Linked DNA regions of Sus scrofa: all the other regions are linked to region 1. A link is a contact called in public Hi-C data. All regions are on one chromosome and are shown on one strand. Each heading gives the region's core, a stretch centred on a gene start, on an enhancer-like site or on the middle of the called end of the contact. The rest is flanking DNA. Distances are from core to core; before and after follow the strand shown.

Region 1 (3,188 bases), core at 157-2,656:
GTGTGACCCCAAAAAGACAAAAAAAAAAAAAAAAGAAAAAAAAAGAATGGAGGGGTTGCCAGGATATGAGACCCAGGCACAGGGGGGCTTGAAAGAAGGCTGAATGCCTGGCTGCGGGGGCTAACAAAAGGTCTTTCTGCAGACAACAGCGTTAGAAATGGGTAGAAAATTCACAGAGGGAGACAGTGAGATGGGCTCTGCAGGTGGAGGTCACGGTGGCAGCAAACCGTCGCGATAGGAAAGCATGTGACATGTTCAGAGAAGGGCAGCTATTGCAACAGGCCCAAATCCATGGAGGCATCCTGCGAGGAGCCACGAATGGCCAGGTGGGCAGCTTGGACTCCACCCCGTGGACCAAGGAAGGCCATGACATTGGCCTTGGGATTGTCATAGACAGATACGGCCCAGCTCTTGGTTTCCCGAGCACCTACTGTGTGCTGCTTATTCTACGCACTCCCTGCACACAACACCTCCGTGACCTGGCCACCGGATCGCTGGGCAATCCCCCAGCTCTCCAGCCATTTCCTCGCTCCGGGCATTCTCCCTCACGCCTCGCTGCCCTTACACGAGCTGCTTCTCTACTGGCCTGTCCCTTCCCTCTTTGGCCCTTTCTGCAGAAGACTCTGCTTGAAGAACCTCCCCCGGGGGGCCTTGCCCCTGTGGGAAGCTCCCAGGTCTCCCCCGGGGCCCCCACATGGCACATTTACTGCTGTCCTTACACAGAACGGTGACATCTTCCTTATTTGTGAGTCGAAGAGCAATGGCTTGCATCTACCGGTAGCTGTCTTCCCTGAGGCTAACCAAGGACGGAGACCCGGGCGAACTGATGAAAAGGGTGGGAGTGACTGAAAGCATGGAAACAGCATCCCTCTGGACCAGGCCCTTGACACAGCAGATCTTATGGCGTGTGCATTGCACACCCGGGAGACGTGAGCTGCTCTTTCCATTTTGCATGGCAGATGTGACTCGGAAGAGTTTGTGCCTCTGCTGATTTGCGGAGCTGGGATGCAAACCCAGATGCATCTCAGGGCTGGCTGGTCCAGAGCGCTTCTGTCCGGCCATGTTCCGGGGACCGTAGCTCCATCCCTGGATGGAAATGACGTGGGGTCAGAGGAGCCACAGACAGGCCACTTCCTCTCTCTCACCTCTCTCGGCGTCCCACTCAGCTGGGACAGTTTCTATGCAGCCTCTCGAGATCCTTATCTCCTGCGACTGGGGAAGTTTTCCTACGCTTCTCACACCAACCAGGAGAGGTGGGGCAAGAGTTTTCCATGTGGTCACTGGCCGTGAGTAACCATCTCTTCTTCCTGTGACTTCCCCACCTCTGCACTGGGGCCTGGGAAACCCCTGCTGGGTCTTCTAATAAAAGGCCTGGGCGCTGCAGAATGGGCCAGGGGAGAGCACTTCGCTTCACCAGACTCACCGAGACCCCTCCAGGGAGGCCTGAGCTGGACATCCTGAGATGAAGCCCATCACCGTGGTTCTGGTGTGCCTGCTGCTCGGTGGCCTGTGGCTACAGGAGGTGGACAGCAAGAGCAGTGAGTGTGACTGCGGTCATTTTGTTTGTTCTCGGGGAGGGCAGAGATGCAAGCAGGTGCTCTGGGGCTGGGGACCAGGCTCTTTCTGAGCTCACTGACTCCATCTCCATTCCTCTAGGAAGGATTAGCCTCGAAGAGGGGACAGGAAGGACTTGGATCGGGGGGGCCCCTGTAGGAGGCTGGGGCCAGCACAGACCACTGAGCCATGAGCTTCAGCCAAAGGGGCCCCGTCTGGTGCAGATCCTGAGGGCTGATAGAAGGGAGTGGTGAGGTCATTTAGACCAAGCTGGAGGCCTGAGGTCCAGAGGAGGGACTGACTGTGGTGTAACTGATAACAGGCAGAGTCTGACGCCGATACCTGGTGCTCTAACAATTGGCTAAACTTGGAGAAGTCACTTTCCCCCCTCCCAGACTCTGGCTTCTCCATCAGTAAGATGGGTTTGATAATGTCCACTCCCCAAGGCTCTAAAGAGGATACTGGCCTAATCACAGACACACGAAAGGGGCTTTGTAATAAGTCAAAGTAGGAGGAAGGAGCCAGGATTGGAATGTAAATTTTTTGGGGGGGTGTGGGACAGGGTTGCAAACTGGCAGACGGGGAATTGGGGACTGGGGTGGAGGGTGTTCTGGAAAGGTGGGGATGGGGTAGCTGATTAGTTCCTGGAAGTTCTTCCCTGGTCTTTTTTTTTTTTTTTTTTTTTTTTGGTCTTTTTGCCATTTTTTGGGCCGCTCCCGCGGCATATGGAGGTTCCCAGGCTAGGGGTCTAATCGGAGCTGTAGCTGCCAGCCTACGCCAGAGCCACAGCAACGCAGGATCCAAGCTGCGTCTGCGACCTACACCACAGCTCACAGCAACACCGGATCCTTAACCCACTGAGCAAGGCCAGGGATTGAACCTGAAACCTCATGGTTCTTAGTCGGATTCGTTAACCACTGTGCCACAACGGGAACTCCTTCCCTGGTCTTTTCATCCATTTGAACTCTGTGTTCACTGCCTAATTCTGTCCCAGGTGGTGGACCAGAGTTGTCCTGGGTGAACTGGACTCATCAGGCCCCCAGACCCTGTTCTGTTCTGAGAGCCTGGTGAGTCTAGTCGGATCCAAAACTCCTGGACCTAAATATGAGGGCGGAACCATACACTAGCAGTGGGAGGCCAGAACTGGAAGAGCCTTCAGAAATCAGTTTTAAAAGTCTCATTTTGGAGTTTCCACCATGGTGCAGGGGGTTAAGGATCAGGTGGCTGTGGAGATTGTGGGTTTGCTCCCTGGCCTGGAGTAGTGGGTTAAAGGATCTGGTGCTGCAGCATAGGTTGCATCTGCGGTGGGATTCAGTCCCTGGCCTGAGAACTTCCATATGCCATGGGTGTGGGCATAAAAATAACAACAACAAAAAAGTCTTGTTTTACAGCAGGGAGGTCTGGGATCCAGGGGAAGGCTCCTTTTAATCAAAGCCACACAGCTCATTTGCGGGGAGCTGGGATCTGATCCCAGGGTCCCAACTGTACCAAAAACAGAACTAGGTGGCCGATGAGACAGCAGCACCAGGGCCCTCTGGATACAGTCCCAAAGCCTGGGCCTGTTTCCAAATGTTGCTCCCCCCCCCCCCAATTCCTGGATGAATGGATTTATGTTCAGGTTGAGAAATGAAGGC
Region 2 (2,926 bases), core at 391-2,890, 72 kb after region 1:
AGGCATCATGTTTCGTATCAATAAAGTTCATACTCTTTAAAATTATAATAAAATAATATCTGAGGGTATTTAGGGCAAGTTAGAAGGAAATGAATTGTCTTCAGATTCTCGGGGGGTGGAGTCAGGCTTCAAGGCTTCGGAGTTTGGTTTTTCTTGTCCAGGTGGCTTATGGAGTCCTGGACCCACTTCTGCTTGGGTTCTGCACAGATCTCCTTGCCCGCGATGGTCTTGAAGCTGTGAAGGAGAGAGGGCGTGCGGTTAGATGGAGTTCTATTGCGATTTCAGCCTAGGAATACAGCCTACTTGTCCTAAGAATCTGCCAGGGGAACTTGAGGAGGAGAGCAGGTGGAAGGGGGGAGCCCAGGACTAGCTGCTCCTCCAGATGTCCCAGTTGAAGGCATCTTGACTTCAGGCTAAAGAAACTGGGAGGATCTGAATAAGAACCCAGACGGAAAGTGATGCTGGGAGGGGCGTTTTCCCTCGTGGCTGCAATTTTCCCATTGGGGATCTTTGGATATTGGCTTAGGGGTGTAAACCTCTGATGCTACATGCGGGAGGCTTGCCCCTGGCTCCCCAAGGAAGAACTGGACCATGGAGGGCTGGTATGTTCAACTCACATCACTGCTTCTTTAGGACACTTGCTGCTGGTGACTCTTCTGTAGCTCATCAGCCGCTGCATCGAGATCTTCTTACTGGTAAGTGTATAGCAGCAGGTGACTGGAGAATTAATTGCATCTGGAGACAGGACCAGAAAGAAAAGGCATTTTAGGATGGACTAGGTGCTTTCTGATCTCCATGGGAACAGAAAAGAGCAGGAAGAAGGCAAAAGAGGGTCAGGCATGGAGGTAGAACCCATTAAATCCTAACACTTCTGCCTGTGCCTCAGAGCTAGAAGAGCATGCAGGCTCAGTTTTCTATGCTCTAAAGTGGGTATACAGCATCGATCCTGAAGAGAGGGAAGGGAGTGCTGTTAAAACTGCCTAACTTCTGGGAGAGCTGTTAGGAAGAGCTAATTATCTAAACTATCAGAATCCAGGGAAAATCAGCTCAGGGACCCCAGCCATGGGTCCCTTTAGGCTCCAAGTCATCTCTGCTTGGTTGTGAGTTTCCCTGATACCCATCATCTCTGCAAAACTGAGTCCCGGGATTCCCGATTCCGGGTCTCCTCCTCTGCCCTTCACAGTAGCTGGAACTACCTTGCACATCTACCACCAGAGGTCCCTCTCTTTGATGCTCTGGTGCTCAGCAAACACGGCTCAAAGGAGCTGGTACAGTAACTGCACTGAGGGCAAGATTTCAGAGCTGGGGTCCTGGAAAGCACTGAGTTTGGGATCCACAGCGGGCATTCTCATCTATCCTCAGCTGTGTGATCAGGCTCACTGCTGATGCCTCTCTGATTTTCCTGATCGTGCAGTTAAAAAGGAGGATGTGGGTACCCAGCTGCTCTGATGGTCCATCCTGACCCAGAGATGGGGTGGGATGCGCTTCAAAGGGAAGGACAGGGGCTGCATACCTGGCTGGGCAAGGACCTGGGTGCAGAAGGTGGCTGCAGTGAGCAGCAGGCACAGGAGGGCTGCAGAGACCTTCATGCTGGAGGATGAGGATTCAAGCTTCGGTGTGGGAGCTGATGGGTCCTGGTCGGGTCTCAGCCTCTGCTCCTCCAGCGGCTCTGCCTGCCTTTTATTGAAAACCCAGAGGGTGGGGGCATGGGAGGGAGGCTGGCCCGGGGCGGGATCCTCTTCAATGAATGACGAATCGAAACTTTGAAAGTGCTGAGCCGGTGAAGCACTGGGGAGGTTTCCAGGAAGTAGGAGAGGGAAGCAGAGGGTCAGGATTGGGCATTTTTTTCCATTTGCTGTTGAGATGAAAAGAAATGGGGGGGGGGTACTGTTAGATCTGGAGAGAGATAAACCAAATGTTTATTCTTAAGGATTCTGCTTTCTCTGAAGTGAAAACTGTGCAGAAAAGAAAGGAATTGGGGGGCGGGGGGAACCAGAGGTCCCAAGGGGGGAGAAGGCAACTCTGGCCCCACCCCTGGCCCACCTTCAGGTGACAGCCCAGGGGGCTTTCAAGCCAAGAAGGGGCTCTGAAGTCTTGGCAGGCTCCTGGGCAGCCTCCACACAGGAGTAAATTCACGTGCTTTTTAACAAGTAGAATGGCGACACCACTGACGCATGGCAGGACGACAGGGGTTTTTAACTCTCAAACTGAATTCAAGAATCTTTGGATTTCGACTTGGAAGAGGCTGTCTAGATGGTGCTGAGTTGCCAGCGAAATTTGCATGCAATTCTCACGCAGTGCTTACCCTGGGCCAGGAAGATTTGAACCCTGCACAGACGCCAAGTCCTTTCAGCTCTCGATCCGTCTAGTAGGTATTGTTCATTCCCATTTGATAGATCAGACAACCAAGGCACAGAGGAATTACGAAACTTGCTCAAGTTCCCCCAAACGGAACCCAGGGTCAGCTGTCACCACTATCACACATTTTGGGGTGAAATGTGCTCACGTCCTCCAGCTGGCTGCCTGGTCATATAAATGCGTGCCTTCTGGCGTCAGCCTCTCCCAAACTTGCAGGCACCTAAAGGGGCATCGAGAATGTTCCTTGTGGTTAAGCCCCTATGGGATTTGGAGCCTATGACTAGCACAGCAGGCAGACAAGACAGGACAAGACATTTGTCTCCTCGGTTTTGGCCACTGTTATCCCAGCTTCTTTCTAGATTCCCAGGGAGCAGAGGAACAGTAACTGTTGGAATTAAAATGTCTGCCTTTGGAGTTCCCCTTGTGGCTCAGGGGGTTAAGAACCAGACCAGTATCCATGAGGACTTGGGTTCCATCCCTGCCCTTGCTCAGTGGGTAAAAAGATCTGGTGTTGCTGTGAGCTGTGACGTAGGTCGCAGATGTGGCTGGGATCTGGAGTTGGGACTGT
Region 3 (3,064 bases), core at 118-2,617, 120 kb after region 1:
TGGACAAAACTATTCTTTAAAAGTGAAGGAGAAATTAAGACATTCTCAGATAAAAACTGAGAGATTTTGCTGCTAGCAAACCTGTCTTACAAGAAATACGAAAGAGAGTCCTTCAGGCTGAAATAAGACACTAGGCAGAAACTAAAATTCACATGACAAAATAAAGAACATCGGTAAAAGTAACTACACAGATCAATAAAAAAGAGAGTAACAACATTTGTGTATGTGTGTGTGTTTTGTTTGTATTTTTCTTTTCTATTTTTCTCCCATCTGACTTAGGAGACAAACTATGTAAAGCAATTAATAAGAAATATGTGTTGGAGTTCCCATCATGGCGCAGTGGTTAACGAATCTGACTAGGAACCATGAGGTTTCGGGTTCGATCTCTGGCCTCGCTCAGTGGGTTAAGGACCTGGCATGTCCATGAGCTGTGGTGTAGATCTCAGAAGCAGGTCAGATCTGGCGTTGCTGTGGCTCTGGCGTAGGCCGGTGGCAACAGCTCCGATTCGATCCCTAGCCTGGGACCCTTCACATGCCTCAGATGCGGCCCAAGAAAAGACAAAAAGACACACACACACACAAAAAAAAGAAAGAAATATGTGTCAATGGACATATAATGCATGTAGAAGCGATTTGTTTGACAATAATAGGAAAAAAAGAAGGGTTAAAGAATGAAGTTATATAGAAAAAAATTTTTATATACTATTGAAATTAAGTTAATATTAACCCAAACTCGATTGTTATAAATTAAGATGTTAATTACAATTCCCAAAGCATGCACTAAGAAAATAAATTTTAAAAAGGATAGTGAAAGACAAGATGAGAAAATCTGAGTTACACTAGAAAATGCCCATTGAACAGAAAGGAAGGTATAGAGGCACAGGAAAATAAAAAAGACGTGAGACATGGAAAACGAAGAACAAAATGGCAGATGTAAATCCTATCTCATCAATAATTACATTCAGGGTGGATAGAGGATACGCCCTAATTAAAAGGCTGAGTTGAGCAGCATGGATTGGAAGAACGTGACCCTCAAAGAAGATATAGAAAGAAATATGCAAAAGCTGCGGGAGCACGTGAAAGTTGCTCAGCCTCACTAGTCATCAGGGAAATGCAAATCAAAACCTCAGTGATCAACCCCTGCAGACACACAAGGATGGCGATGATCAAACAGATGGGTGATTGTGAGGGTTGGTGAGAATGTGGAGAAGTTGGAACCTTCATTTGTTACTGGCCCGATGGTGCAGCCACGAGAGAAAACACTTCCCCAGAAAGTCAGAAAGAGAGTTACTTTATGACCCTGCAAGGCTACTCTGGGGAGCTTTCCGAGACAATGGAAAGCATATGTTTAAACAGAAACTTGTACACAAATGTTCATAGCATCGCTATTCCCGTTGGCCAAAACGTAGACACAAACCACATGTTCATCCACTGAGAAACTGGAGAAACCAAATATTGCAAAGCCATTCGAAGGTTAGTGTTCTGCCGTCAAGAGGAATAAAGTACGGATACATATTCTAGGGTGGATGAATCTTGAAAACATTATGCTAACTGAGAGACGCCCATTACAAAATACCTCATATTGCACGTGAAATGCACAAAAGAGGAAAATCAATAGAGCCAGCATTTAGATTCGTGGTTGCCCCGGGCTGGGAACAGGGAGCGTATAATGGATATGGGATTACTTTTTGGAGTGATGAAAATATGCTGGAATTAAATAATGGTGGTGGTTGCGCAACTTTTAAATATACTAAAGCCATTGAATTGTACAGTTTCAAGGGGTGAACGGTATTGTGGAAATTTGATCTCAAAGTTTTTAAAAGCTTTGAGATAATGCATGTAGATCCCTGAATATCACTTGGCACACAAATGGAAGTTGGTGAACATTTTTTTTTTTCTTGTTCTTTTTCAGCTCCCAGCGTGGTCCTGAAAAAGTCCGTCTGGACCGCTTACCACTGTGAATCTCTGCCTGGTGGTGTCAGCGTATTGGACTTGACTTCCCGGTCAAGAATGATCTCAGTTTCTGGAAAGTCTGATGTCTCTTTGAGCTCAGACTCCCTTTCATGACTTACAGGCAAATCTCAGCTCCTCTGAGCTAGAAATCATTCGAAGATTCTGTGAATAATCACCATCCCTCAACCAGCATGTCTGAGGGTACGGCACCCAGAGGAGGGGGGATGTGTCCAGGCCAGGCCCAGAACCAGGCACCCTCCTGGGCCCTGAGCCTCTGCATCAACTTCCTTGGCTGTCATTTCTCTGCCAGGATCCCTCGGGGCCCTGTCCACAGGAGATAGAGGTGGTCTGACCAGAGGCCAAGCGATGCTGCAGCAGTCCATGAGGTCTGGGCTTTGAAAATGTGTGTGTGTTGGTGCAAAAAGAGGGGGGAAATGAGTGTTACTGAAAACCGACGGGTTCCCCGGATGAGGAAGGACACCTGCTTTTCCACGTGGGAAAGGATTTTTAGGCTGCTGCTGTTGAAGAATTTCCCATCTCCAGGCCTCCCCAGGAAGGGAAGGCTTGGAAATAAAGAGCTCATTTCTTTCAGGGCCACACCAGTGGCATTTGGAGGTTACCAGGCTAGGGGTCCCGGCAACGCTGGATCCTTACCTCACCGAGCAAGGCCGGGGATCAAACCCACATCCTCCTGGATACAAGTGGGGTTCATTTCTGCTGCACCACGACAGGGACTCCAAGAGCTTGTTTCTTGATGTTAGAAAGTGGAAAGGGAACTTCCTGACTCAGCGATTACTTTTACTGGAGAAGCATTTCAGTTTCCATGAGTGGGTGTAAGGGCGGGGAAGGAAGGACCTCAAGGGACAGAGGCCCTCGGAGGCGGAGGAAGGGGCTCCGGGCACAGGATGGACCCCGTAAGGTGGGCGCAGGTGGGCTCGAGGGTGAGCGTTGACCCAAGAAAGGAGCCTGAGATTTACTGTTCAGTTGCGTGCTCTCCTGTGTGGCCATTCCTCAAACCTCGGCCCAGGTGTGGGTTAGGGAGTTGGGGATGGAGGCTGAGGGCACTTTTGGGGGTGCGGGAGAAGTGAGGAGGAGCGATCCGAGGTGAGGG

What was found. Hi-C and Micro-C count contacts between places; a contact is called where the count stands out from the background.
Region 2: a Hi-C map of retroperitoneal adipose tissue shows a contact between it and region 1, with 2.6 times the contacts expected there. The contact joins the promoter of CCL2 here to the promoter of CCL1 in region 1. A contact is called at or near these places in 16 of 47 Hi-C or Micro-C datasets (adipose tissue, alveolar macrophages, embryonic fibroblasts and 9 more) and 2 of 2 datasets of contacts at active chromatin or transcription factors (alveolar macrophages and skeletal muscle).
Region 3: a Hi-C map of retroperitoneal adipose tissue shows a contact between it and region 1, with 4 times the contacts expected there. The contact joins the enhancer-like site here to the promoter of CCL1 in region 1. A contact is called at or near these places in 1 of 5 promoter capture datasets (liver), 24 of 47 Hi-C or Micro-C datasets (adipocytes, alveolar macrophages, brain and 16 more) and 2 of 2 datasets of contacts at active chromatin or transcription factors (alveolar macrophages and skeletal muscle).

What each region holds. Positions count from the first base shown.
Region 1 is chr12:40,726,608-40,729,795 of Sscrofa11.1, forward strand. It overlaps CCL1 (C-C motif chemokine ligand 1), which reads left to right and starts at 1,407. Exons shown (of 3, transcript NM_001166491.1): 1 at 1,407-1,538. The coding sequence starts at 1,463.
Region 2 is chr12:40,798,373-40,801,298 of Sscrofa11.1, forward strand. It overlaps CCL2 (chemokine (C-C motif) ligand 2), which reads right to left and starts at 1,641. Exons shown (of 3, transcript NM_214214.1): 1 at 1,514-1,641; 2 at 618-735; 3 at 1-234. The coding sequence starts at 1,589. The coding sequence ends at 129.
Region 3 is chr12:40,842,979-40,846,042 of Sscrofa11.1, forward strand. No RefSeq gene overlaps it. Among named protein-coding and RNA genes, the nearest start is that of CCL2, 44 kb to the left of the region's middle. Within about 2 kb of position 1,368, at least 13 of the 83 cell types and tissues checked have an H3K27ac peak or open chromatin away from gene starts, as enhancers often do. A contact at or near this core is called in fetal skeletal muscle, mesenteric adipose tissue, retroperitoneal adipose tissue and 1 more, where this site is marked.